Regions from separate parts of the Hordeum vulgare genome. Here region 1 is linked to region 2. A link is a contact called in public Hi-C data. All regions are on one chromosome and are shown on one strand. Each heading gives the region's core, a stretch centred on a gene start, on an enhancer-like site or on the middle of the called end of the contact. The rest is flanking DNA. Distances are from core to core; before and after follow the strand shown. Region 1 holds the start of LOC123448956 (receptor-like cytoplasmic kinase 185). Region 2 holds the start of LOC123448952 (thioredoxin-like protein AAED1, chloroplastic).

What was found. Hi-C and Micro-C count contacts between places; a contact is called where the count stands out from the background.
Region 1: a Hi-C map of leaf shows a contact between it and region 2, with 6 times the contacts expected there. The contact joins the promoter of LOC123448956 here to the promoter of LOC123448952 in region 2. A contact is called at or near these places in 4 of 6 Hi-C or Micro-C datasets (leaf and seedling) and 1 of 1 datasets of contacts at active chromatin or transcription factors (embryo).

What each region holds. Positions count from the first base shown.
Region 1 is chr4H:459,722,540-459,728,603 of MorexV3_pseudomolecules_assembly, forward strand. LOC123448956 (receptor-like cytoplasmic kinase 185) reads left to right here and starts at 3,682. Exons shown (of 5, transcript XM_045126011.1): 1 at 3,682-3,928; 2 at 5,784-5,971. The coding sequence starts at 3,772. It overlaps LOC123448957 (elongator complex protein 6), which reads right to left and starts at 3,376. Exons shown (of 5, transcript XM_045126013.1): 1 at 3,040-3,376; 2 at 2,352-2,418; 3 at 2,061-2,269; 4 at 1,830-1,976; 5 at 1,332-1,665. The coding sequence starts at 3,243. The coding sequence ends at 1,540. It overlaps LOC123448955 (two-component response regulator-like PRR73), which reads left to right. Exons shown (of 9, transcript XM_045126009.1): 9 at 1-227.
Region 2 is chr4H:459,178,875-459,184,486 of MorexV3_pseudomolecules_assembly, forward strand. LOC123448952 (thioredoxin-like protein AAED1, chloroplastic) reads right to left here and starts at 4,115. Exons shown (of 9, transcript XM_045126007.1): 1 at 3,800-4,115; 2 at 3,541-3,691; 3 at 3,407-3,452; 4 at 2,991-3,050; 5 at 2,655-2,691; 6 at 1,833-1,912; 7 at 1,664-1,755; 8 at 1,496-1,556; 9 at 1,052-1,397. The coding sequence starts at 3,983. The coding sequence ends at 1,338. It overlaps LOC123448951, which reads left to right and starts at 4,239. Exons shown (of 11, transcript XM_045126006.1): 1 at 4,239-4,481; 2 at 5,098-5,133. The coding sequence starts at 4,271. It also overlaps the pseudogene LOC123450615.

The DNA of each region.
Region 1 (6,064 bases), core at 2,432-4,931, 540 kb after region 2:
ATATCTAATCTATGATAGCATACCATGCATGTTACCCCTCGTTATGGTTTGTGATCTTCAGTTCTCTTTTAGAGATAGATCTGCTTAGTCTTACTCAACAAGAGTCTTAAGAAGGAGCAAGCCAGTAGCCAAGTTGTCACTCGTATATATCTATATAATGCAATGTTAAGCCGTTCATTCAACCTTGACCAAGGTGATATAACTGAATGATCCAGCGTTTTGTGAAAGGTGGTGTTCTAAAGTCAAAAGGTTGCACTTCACTTCTACTAATGTTTTGGCATTGCAGTTCCCCTCGAATACTCCATACCACAGGTTTAGAGCATCTCTAGTAGAACCCTCAAACCCTTAAAACAAAAACCAGTTTTAAGGGTTGAGAATTACACATTTTTGACACTTTTAAGGGTTGAAAACATTCCGTTATAAGGGTTGGGCTTGAGGGTTCTAGTCTTTGCCCCAACCCCAAACCTTAAAACTGTCATTCATATATCACACATTTCATCATATGACATATCACAAATTCAATCACATTTGACATAAAACAATAATCATTCTAGTTATTATTACAACATCGAATAAAACAATAATCATTCAAATCATTACAACAATGTTTGAGCAAATAACAACAATTGTTCGAATCAAATAGGACATAGAAAAGTAAAATAAAGATACATCATGGGCCAATGCGCCGCCCATCCAAATGCCAGTGGTGCTCTACTAGATCATCCCGGAGTCGACCATGAGTGGTTCCATCCTCAATCTCACGATGTGCTTCAAGAAAAGCTTGTATGCGAGAAGGGTTTCTTTCTGGTTGCACACCGGTACCAACATTGTCATAGAAACAAGGGAGGTTTAACCCTCTCTAATCCTCTAGGATCATGTTGTGTAGAATCACACAACATTTCATGATGTTCATCAAGGTTTTTTTGTCCCAAAACCTTGCTGGACCCCGAACTATGGCAAACCTTGCTTGCAAAACACCGAAAGCGGCGCAACGGCGAGGCGAGATGCGAACGGCGGCGGGTGCGGAGGGGCGGTGGCCGGGGCGCGGAGGAGCGGCTGCCAGAGCGCGGGGCGACAGCGGGTCGACGAGGCCACGGCGGGGGCGCGGAGGGGCGGCGGGGCGAGATGCGGCCGAGCTATTTCCTCTCGCGCAGGGGAACCAACTGCCTCCCGCGCGAGGAGGGAAAATGAGGGCAATCCCCCCCCCCCCCCCCCACCCTCACTTCTACAGGTTGGGAAGGGGTTTGAGGGTTCAACCTCTAAATTTTTTTACGGGTTTAAGGGTTCTAGTCTACGCCGTTTTTCCGATGAAAACTGTAAAAAAACGGTTATTTTTAAGGGTTTGAGGGTTCTACTAGAGATGCTCTTACAATGTTGAGTGCATATCCTTTTCCAATGAAATAAGGGCAACACAAGCTATCTAAAAAAAGGCGTAAAGAGATGCAACCAGGCAAGACTGCTTTCCTTTCCATGATGTTCCTTAAAACAGGGCAACTTCACTCAAGTCTGCTTTACTGTGGCCAAAGTTCGCTTGTGGTTCTAATGTCTGCTCCCTGGGTAGAAGAAGTCTGCGCCGTTTTCCTTCACCTTGAAATGGAAGTTCCAAACTTTCTGCCCTTTCGCTGGTCTTTGCTCGATGAGCATTCCCTTGTTTACCACTGACAGCTGTTGCAAAAAAAATGAAACGCTTGTCAACGGTAAAATGGGCGGTGCAAGTGCCACCCTTCATAATAAGACCAAAGGTTCGCCGGAGCAAACTTACCACTATACTGGCTCCAAAAATCAAAGCAAGAACCTAAAGTATGCAAAGTGGTGATCGAGAACCTAACCTGTCCATGAACATCAGCGGCTAAACCGGTGCTCAGAGGCGCTGCCTTAATCACAAGATCAGCAATATAGCGCAGATGCAAGAGAAGTCCCACACCATCCTCGCTTGAATAAATATCCTCGTGATTAAGAACCACAAGCGAGCAATTCTGCCAAGACACAAACAGGGTGTAAAGAATGTGAATATGCTGTGAAGAAAGAGTACTGGCAGTGATTGCTAGATTCAGCTTTACCATCTCGGAAGTAAGTGTCACACAATAATGCAGGAAGTCCAAGACATCATCTGCAGAACCATTGGCAGCAACTTCCAAGAGCGAAACATCATCTATCATAACCGTGAACCGACCTGCATTTTCTCCAGTCCTGTATGCCTCCACCACTCTCTGAAGGCCACTGTACAGCTGAGCCAAGCTATCAGCAATGACACCTCCCCGTGTTCCACCTGAGTAAAGAAGCATGCAAATCAGTGACCTGTTAACGATAATGAAGCATTTGGAGAAACAAGGTATTCAAATATTGCTTGCCTGGGAACGCCTGCAAGTCGAAGAAATGAAGCCTCTCGCTCTTCCTATGCACGGATAAGTTACAGCCCTAGAAAATTTCAGAAGAAGAAATCATGAGCCGTTCAACGTTTTCAAGTAGATCATGCTCTTTGTGGCAGGATGCCCATGCCAGGACCCATGATACTGGAAGAAATCGAAAGTTATACGCTCTCTGAATGGTTAGTCCAGCCTTCAGTGCACCAATCAAACTTAGATTATTTAACTTGTGCAAAGTGCCTAGGCCTTCTGGTTTCGGATGAGCTGGTTATTGGAATCCCAAAGTGTCGCAGACAGCGAGCAGTTGCTGCCAGTTCATCCAGTACTGGCTTCCTGGCAACACAACTATGCAGTTGTGACATCTACTTCTGCGTTCGGTATGGGATTTCACATTCAGACCAGGGCAAGAGGCTATCTAGTAGTACTAGTAGATTCTATCCCTAGATCACCTTGTCGAATTTTCTGATGGACTATCACCCATTCTTTTGCAGGTGATCCATCGAAGCTAGCAGGTGCACGCTTACACAATTTCTCCACTAAGACATAGTACAGCTCTGCAGCAGTACTCGCTGAGTCACAAGTGTGTGTGAAACGTAGGCCGTGCTTAGGGTTAGTGTGGTATCAAGCAGAGAACATGTTGGAGGAAATGCCGGTGGGAGGGCGGGGCGCTTACCATCTTGCGGAGGACGCGGTCGTAGTGCGAGAAGGGGTGCGCGAGGGCGAGGAGCGCCGCGCCCCCGCCCGCGGCGAGCGCGCGCTTGAGGAGGAGGTGGAGGACGAAGGCGGCTGGCGCCTCCACGCAGTCCTCCACGACCACCACCCGCGCGCCGGCGCACATGGCCTCGCCCAGCAGGTCTTCCCCGCCGTACCCCTGCATCTCCCCCTCACCCAACCCCCCGGAGACCGCGACCAACGGGCTGCTGCTGCTGCGGCGGCGGCCGCGGCCAAGGAAGGAAGGAGGTGTCCGAGCGAATTCAGAGACCAAAGGAGTAGTGTACAAAGGAACGCGTACTTGGGTAAAAAAACGTAACGCAGGGGCGAAGGCGTACTTGGCGTAACGGAGAGCGCGCGTGCGTGTCCTGGCTTCGGAAGCAAACAGTGGGTCACGCGGGGCGGGGCGGAGGCAGCAGACGGCACCTGAGGACAGTTGTGTTGTGAGTGGTTCCGTCCTTCCTCGGAGTCGTGGACAGACAAAAGGGGAGGACGGAGTCGTGGACAGACAAAAGGGGAGGACGGAGTCGTGTCTCGTCCCGTCTCGTCAGTTTCTCCACCCGCATTCTTCCTGCGTTTGTCGTCCGTTCCAACCTCCGGCTCCCAAACCCAAACCCTGCGCACTCCCCTTCCCTTCCCACCCCACCCCACCCCTCCCCTCCCCTCCCCTCTGCATTCCGCGCCTCGGGACGCCATGGGGTGCTGCGCCTCGTCGCAGAAGAAGAAGGGCGCCGCGGCCGGGGACAGGAAGAAGAAGGAGCCCGCCGAGAGGCCGTCCCAGATCGCGCCGGCCGCCTCGCCCTCGCCCACGCCCACGCCCACGCCCACACCCACGCCGTCGCCCTCAGCTGGTACGTGCGCGCAGCCTCCCCTCCTCCTCCTCCTCCTTCTTCCTCTTCTTTTGCGGTGCCGGAATTCTTCTCCTTCTTCTTCTCCCCTGGCGCCGGTGCGGCGCCGGTTCTTGGCCGCCGCGGTGGCGTGCTAGTTTGGCCCCGCCGCTCGAGGCGGTCTCTTTGGTATCGTGCGGTTGATCGGATTCTCGGTTCGTTTCTGACGTCGGTGGTCTATGAGCGAGGGTTCTTGCGCGGCTGATCCCGTGGTTTCTTGGCGCTTCTTCGCTTGATGTTTCATGCATGGCTCGTGAAATGCGCTTCTTCGTTCCCAGAATTTGGGATGCCGCAGCGCTTTCTCGTGATTTCGGATACTCTGCGTGAAATCGTTTGAGCAGTTGCAACATCGGGAACTAGGACCGCGCGTAGGTTCATTTCTTCACGATTAAGTAATTGATTTTGCCAACAAAGTGTGGTTCTCTTCTCGGCCCTGAAACCGCACAAGATCCATGCGTTCCTCTCATTGTGATTTGCCTGTGCTCTTCTTTGGATGCGTGCAGATATGCTATGAATAAATCGTTGCATATCTGGATAGTACTTCAATTCACTTTTTCTTTACCAATTCGCTAATGTACCATGACGTTTCTCTTATTCCGGTAGAAAAAATATGCAGGACATCGAATATTGTTAATTTTAATAAATCAAGCTAATAATTAGGGGCATTCTACCTAGTCATTTAGTATCTCATTTATCTGTGTACAGCGCAAGATATACTGGCGATATACATGAGTAGTATATTTTCAACCGATTGAGTAATTAATTTCGCCATGAACTTGTGGTCCTAGGGCTTCTTCTATTTTTCTTTCTATAAAACAAATGTCAGAGCACAGTCTTGAGGTCTTCTTCTATATTTAGAAGAAGATTACCGAAGTGGCCCAAAATCTACACAACCACCGTGGCAGTGGCGCCGACCAAAACAGAGCAAACGTCCAACTAACCTCCTAGAACAGAAAGTGTTGTTCTGGGTCTTGAAACTGCACACAATTTTACTGGCTACTGAGTAAATGTTATTTGATTGTGGCAATTTTTCTTTTAGGAAGTAAATTAATGTTATTATTATGAGGAGGACCGCAAATCCCACTGTGTCGCGATGATATGTGTGACGTATGCATGTCCTTTGATTGTGGCAATTTTTCTTTTAGGAAGTAATTTAATGTTATTATTATGAGGAGGACCACAAATCCCACCGTGTCATCTATGATATGTGTGACGTATGCATGTCCCCACACAAATTTCTGTCCCTTGTTCTTGCTATGGTTGGATTAGTGCGATGGCAAAGCCTGGATTTGATATAGATGAGATCTTAAGCGAGACACCCAAAAAATACTTTGAATATGTGTATATAGCATGATATACCAAATGAAACAGGTTACTGCAAGTTGTTTATATATATGTGTGTTTATTGTGGTTATTAATGAGGTACAGCTGTATAAATCTATGTACTCCTCGTGTATTACTAGGTTTGCATGTCTGTAAATTCATTGATTTACTATGTCCAATTACTAGGTTTAGAATTTTTTGGGAGTTTACTCTGTAACCCCATGCATCTATACTTAGAAACAAGTAGAAATTAGATTACATGATTGTTTCAACATGGATAGTGTTAAGTAAAAAAGAAAAGGGTTATTTCTGTAATTTTGACTTTTCTGTTTACAATAAGCTTTTTTGTTGTTGCATACTTGGAATTGGCCAGTTCCTTTTTGCCGATTCATAATTTCCCACAAAAACAGTTTCCTTCTGGATAATGAAAGTGTTCAGCCTTTTTCATGTGATAGCTGACAACTACACTGGTGATGCATCTATTTTGTTTCTGCAGAGATGTCAAGATTAGGGGCCAGTCAGGGAGCCGTGCGCACTAAGTTCATCTCAAGCCCTGGTCATACCCATCGCCTATCATTCACCTACGAGGAGCTGAATGCGGCGACATTGGGCTTCCCGCAAAACCACTTCCTGGGAGAGGGTGGGTTCGGAAAGGTTTATAAAGGTGTGCTGGACGGCAACGAGGTGAGTTCATGTGTTCTATGGGCAGTTAAATAATTGCAGTCATGTTTGATAATGTATTAAACTCGGAAGATATTTTTTCTTGCTAAAATGTTA
Region 2 (5,612 bases), core at 2,865-5,364:
GGCCGAGGGCGCGCCGGCGAGGGGCGACGGTGGGGAGGCGGTGAGGCGGGCGGTGGCGGAGAGCCCGGTGCTGGTGGTGGGGAGGCGCGGGTGCTGCCTCAACCACGTGGTGAAGCGGCTGCTACAGGGGCTCGGGTGAACCCCGCCGTGCACGAGGTCGCCGACGAGGCCGAGCACGCCGCCGCGGTCACCGGGGACGAGGCCGTCGTCGCTCTGCCCTCTCCTTTTGAGTCCGACCGGTCGAGATGTACCAGGCGATCCCGTATAGCGTGGGCCGGCTGCCGGCGTGGCCGCGGCGGTCCGAGAAGGCCGAGGCCGAGGGTGCGGGCAGCCAGGAGGGCGTGCCGGCGAGGGGCGACGGCGGGGAGGCGGTGAGGCGGGCGGTGGCGGAGAGCCCGGTGCTGGTGGTGGGGAGGCGAGGGTGATTGCGAGGGGGTTCACGTAAAAGCGAAACGTTTTTTAACTCACAAAAGGACCGCGGGTTGAATAGCCGAAAACATAAGGACTTTTTTGCAAAACCGCCAGCGACGTACGGCAGAACCGATCCGTGATTTATTATTAGGGGAGATTAGTAGGTAAAGATAAAGATAAAGATAGGCAGCTAGAGAATGCAAGGCGCCGGGCCAGCTCCCGTCGTTCCGATATTTGTGGACGGGATATAGGTGCTGATCGGTTTAAGATGATCACGGCGGTGGTTCAACCCCTCGTCCAAGTCAATCGGCTCCTTGATTAACAAGGCTGCAAAACAAAGCACAAGAAAATATTCGTGTACTTTTTTTTACATTGAAAATATTCGTGTACCTGGGTCGCTTGTACTTCCTCTTGTAAACTGGGGTAGTATAAAAGTGTTTAGATCATTACTTTAGTTATCTAAACACTTTTATATTAGTTTACAGAGGAACGGAGGACATGTTTGCTACCGGAACGTCACCGATTCGGTCAAGTCTAAGCTTAAGCATGTCTCTTGCATATATGTGTAGCCAGCCGCCGGCCGCGTACCCGAATACACGTATTCAAACGCGGCCGCAATGCAGCCGACTCGCTGTGCAAGTGCAATGAACAGTATCTTTATATAAATTCGTGCAGCAGGTTTACTAGGGTTTATACAAATACACCCAAAGCATCGCACACGCTATGTTCTCTGGTTCATATGCTTTCACCGGCACTGGAGTACTGGACAAGTGTTGCCGAGGCTCGGGGGTTACTAAAACCTGGGACTGGTCATCTATGCACCCCACTCCACTAGTACGACTATATACGACAACATGTGGCAGTGGGTATACTAAAGGAGTTCTATTCTTATTTCTAATTTCTCAGATCAAAGCAATACTAAAGATCTAGGAACAACAAGCTCTCAAAACATCCTCCATTTCAGGGTCATCTCCAGCTTCTTTGTCCTGTTGAAGGATTACACAACACAAAGTTACAACCAGTAATTCACCATCCAGCGAATGATCAAATGGAAAATGGTGCCACCAAGGGCTTGCTTACTGACCTTGTGGATGTAGGAGATGTTGTCGATGCCTGGGCCTGCAACAAGGAGGCCCCCTTGATACCTAAGAAAGATAGACAATTGTTCCTCAAACTGATCCACCACTAACCAATGCTCCGAAGAGAATTACTATATCAGAGCTCCAACAGCCAAAGCAACGCCAAAACATACCATCCGCCTTTCGTCCTGGTGTTCTTTTCAAATGACAGTTCCCAGTCCTGCCTGTACCCTTCCCTGTACAGCTGTATAATCTTCAGACCCGCCTGCGACATGATGGATGTTTACGTATCTGTCGATGAACAGAAACTACACAATAGGAAAGTTATCCAGTAGGAGTTACCGATGGAGTGAATGTTGAGAACAAGCCATTGGCAAATTCCAGAGCCCTATATGATGAGTAATCCGGATCGGCATATACTTCTGCAAAGTGTTATTGTCAGATTTGTATAGTGGAACAATTCCCACAAATTGCCCAATCCGAATCAACATCGGTATGATTTATAGTCAAATACCTTTAACGAGTGATATAAATAATTTTCATTTTCATTTTCTTAAGAACTATAGTATTAATAAACCAAAATGTTTCGTCAACAACTCATTTTCTTGTATAGTTAAGCTGCCCCTGTTGCACAGTTACTGAGAACTTGTAAAATTTGAGCTTTAGGAGCACTCTGCGCAAAGCGTTTCATGGGAAAAGGTTCATAATCAAGAGAACTGGTTTCATGAGACACTAGTTATTTGAAGGCCAAAATACTGTTGCATAAAAAAGGTTCCACCTACTTTCAGAACCTAAGTGGAACATGCTTTCAACATATACTAATGCATCACAACACTGAATCATTGGTACCAGTGGAGGAGCATGAACCAAAATGTAGAGACGGCCAATAAATTATGCTACATGATACTAGCAAACTATTGCTAACTTCCTTCTAGTTGGTGTATAAGTAGAAAGTAATGATACTTAGTAGTGGGACTTTTATTTAAAAGAGGGACTAGGGTGATATAATGATAGTTAATAGTGGGTTTTTCATTTAGAAGGGGCGCCAGGGCCCACTTATCACAATAAGCTCCGGCCTCGGCTGCTACCACTTCAATCTACTATACTAGCATGTTAACATTGTTATAGGCGTACAAGTCGATGTATAATTGTATTTACTCTTACCTCCTTTGAATTTGGTTTGATCAGAAAACGCCTTTGCCTGGATCAGTAAAAATACAGTATTATTCCATCAACCATTGACATGATAGATTATCTACAATTAAAATGGACTCCATCTATCAAATAACTAATTCAATCAACCACCAGAACACTCATGAGTTTGCAACTCCTCTTCGTGATAAACGTAACCGTTGATTCATGGTTACTTCAGGAATACACCAAACACAATACCACATCAAACACCAGTGCGTATTATCCTTACCGTCCACATTAGCCTTATTTTATTTCACAACCACCAAATACACCAAAAAAGAAGTGTTCTCACAGTAGAGCACATACCTGTTCAACAGTACCTGGTCCGATTAAAACAAGAGAAACTCCTGCAGCTTCCATTGCCTCCTGAATGAAGATCAAACATACAAAAAAGAACAGTTTACAAAAGGCATACACTGAATTCAGGAGCTACATAAGCTAATGAAACTGAACACATAACGTTAAGTTTTGCGTTAACTAACTTAGGAAGGCCTTATGCTGTGCGGAATTACTGAAACATCTGGGCAGCCAAACATTGAGCAGGTGTTAGTACGTTACCCATGGGCCATGACCTCTGAAACAGGGGGGTTCATTTTTGTTCAATGGACCTTGGCAAATGACAAGCGACAGAATGCATAGCTTTGAGCAGTTGACGGCATTTCGTATGTTCCTCTATCACTAGTAATTAACAAAGTGGGGAATCAATGAGACATCGAATTGACCTGCTTAGCTGCCAGAAGGTCGGCCCTCTTCCGGCATAGCACACACCTGCAAATAACCAGCACCAATCATCTCAGCTACACAAAATAATCGCCGTAGCTCGACAAATAATCCGGACAGAAACAGTGAAATCCACCCGAAATGGCGGGCGAACGCAACCACGGCCTTCCTGTCCTTCCACAGATCAACGACGGGCACCGCCTTCCCGCTCAGGTCGAGCACCTCCACCCCCTGCAGCGACCTCACGAGCCCCTCCGCCGGCGCCGAAGCAGCCTCCGCGGCGCTCCCTGCGAATCGCGCCGATCATGTTAAGCGCGCGTGCGTGTGGCTTTCACAGATCGAGCTGAACAGCATCATATAAGCGACCAGTGTGACCGACGGAGGTCGCGGGATACCTATGGCTCCGGGCTTGGTGGCCGGGTGAAGGTGGCGCAGCCGCTGCTGCTGGTTGGTGAGGTGGCCGGGCCGGTAGTTCGCGCGGCAGAGGCTCGGCCCGGTCGCGGCCGGGGTGAAAAGCGGTGCAGCCAGTCGCGGGCCGGCAGTCGCGCGCGGCACGGTGAGCAGCGAGTGCGCGGCCATGGCGGTGGGCGCCGGTGGCGAGCGGAGTTTGGGTGGTGACCAACGGGCGGTTGTGCGGCTGTCACTGCCCCGAGAGTTGGCCTTGGAACCGGAGCTGGAAGAAGAAGAGGGCGCGGCGCTGCTGCGGGACGCCGGCCCGCCACGTCTTGTGCTGCGGCACACACATCACACAGCGGGTGGTGGCCCGCACGTCAGCGACCGCGGAAATAAAGAGCCCGGAACTCTTTTTTTTTGGTTGCGAAAAAGGAGTCCACAATTCGCCACGCCTCGTCGCGTTCTCTGACGGCATGAGGGGCTTCCGCTCCGCTCTCGCTCTCGCGGCGGCGCGGACGCGGGTGGAGCTCCAGGGCACGCGCGGCCGCCGACTGTCCCACTGCGCCGCGGCGCCGGCGAGGCCTTCCTTCGGCATCGCCTTCGACATTGACGGGGTCATCCTGCGCGGCCGTAGCCCCATCGGGGGCTCGCCGCAGGCCATCCGACGCCTCTACTCCGACGATGGTAATCCCGTGCTTCTTGCACTCTGCTGGCATTTGGTTGAATCAGTTTGTATTGTACTACATATAAGAAGATCAAGAAGGGAGCGTTTCGTCCGTACTTGTGCAGGCGGATTGGCAACGTGTGCTAGGTGCCTTTGCGTTATTTCATCAAACAGGTCCTAGGCACTAGGTTTGTGCTTGGGCGTGGTGTTCATGCGGATTATGTTAATTTATAAAACTTATAATACATAAAAGATATTTGTGCTGTGCACTACTAATAACTGTGTTTGTAAACAGATGACTTCCGAAAGAGCATGTAGTCAAACTTATGAAACTTATAATACATAAAAGATATTTAGGTTGCTCAGGGGAAATAACTCCAGTAGATCGTCATGAAATATACTTCATAGCAACATAATTTTCTAATTTTCTTACTACCATATTCATACTGGAAGTGGAAGTCATGATCAAAGCTGCATGAAACACCACGAACGGAGGGAAGGAGTAATAGATTGCTGAACACTTATGCTGCATCAGTATGTTTTAAAAAAAAAATATGCTGGCAATGATAGTAAATTAATGCCCTACCATATGGTGCTTAGTAGCTTGTGGATCATCATTCGTTGCCTCTTTTTCAGGTACCCTGAAGGTTCCTTTTCTGTTCTTGACCAACGGTGAGCAGTTCACTATGTCCTATAGCACATCCTGTTTATCTAAAATGGTTGCAATGATTTCTATATATAGTGATGGATTGCTTCTGTTATTTAGATCAATATCAGGCCTGTTAATTTTAACACGAACTGAATGTTGGCTTAACTCTTATAATCAGGTTAATATCTTCCTGTACTACAACTAAACCAGTTGCATGCATGATGTTTTCCAATATATGTCACTATATTGTAGCCAGTGGCGGCGCCGGTGTCGCAACCCTGTGGAGGTCAAATACGCAATTATGTGGTTACACCGTTCTTAGTGTTAATTTCATGAAATTTCACTAGCATAATGTGATTTGCAAAAAATATAAAAAAATGGCGCAACCCTGTGGGTTCAAATACACAATTATATATGAAAGTTACACCATTCTTAGTGTTAATTTCATGAAATTTCATTAGCATGATGTGGTTTGCAAAAAACAAAAGACCCACAGCCCTAA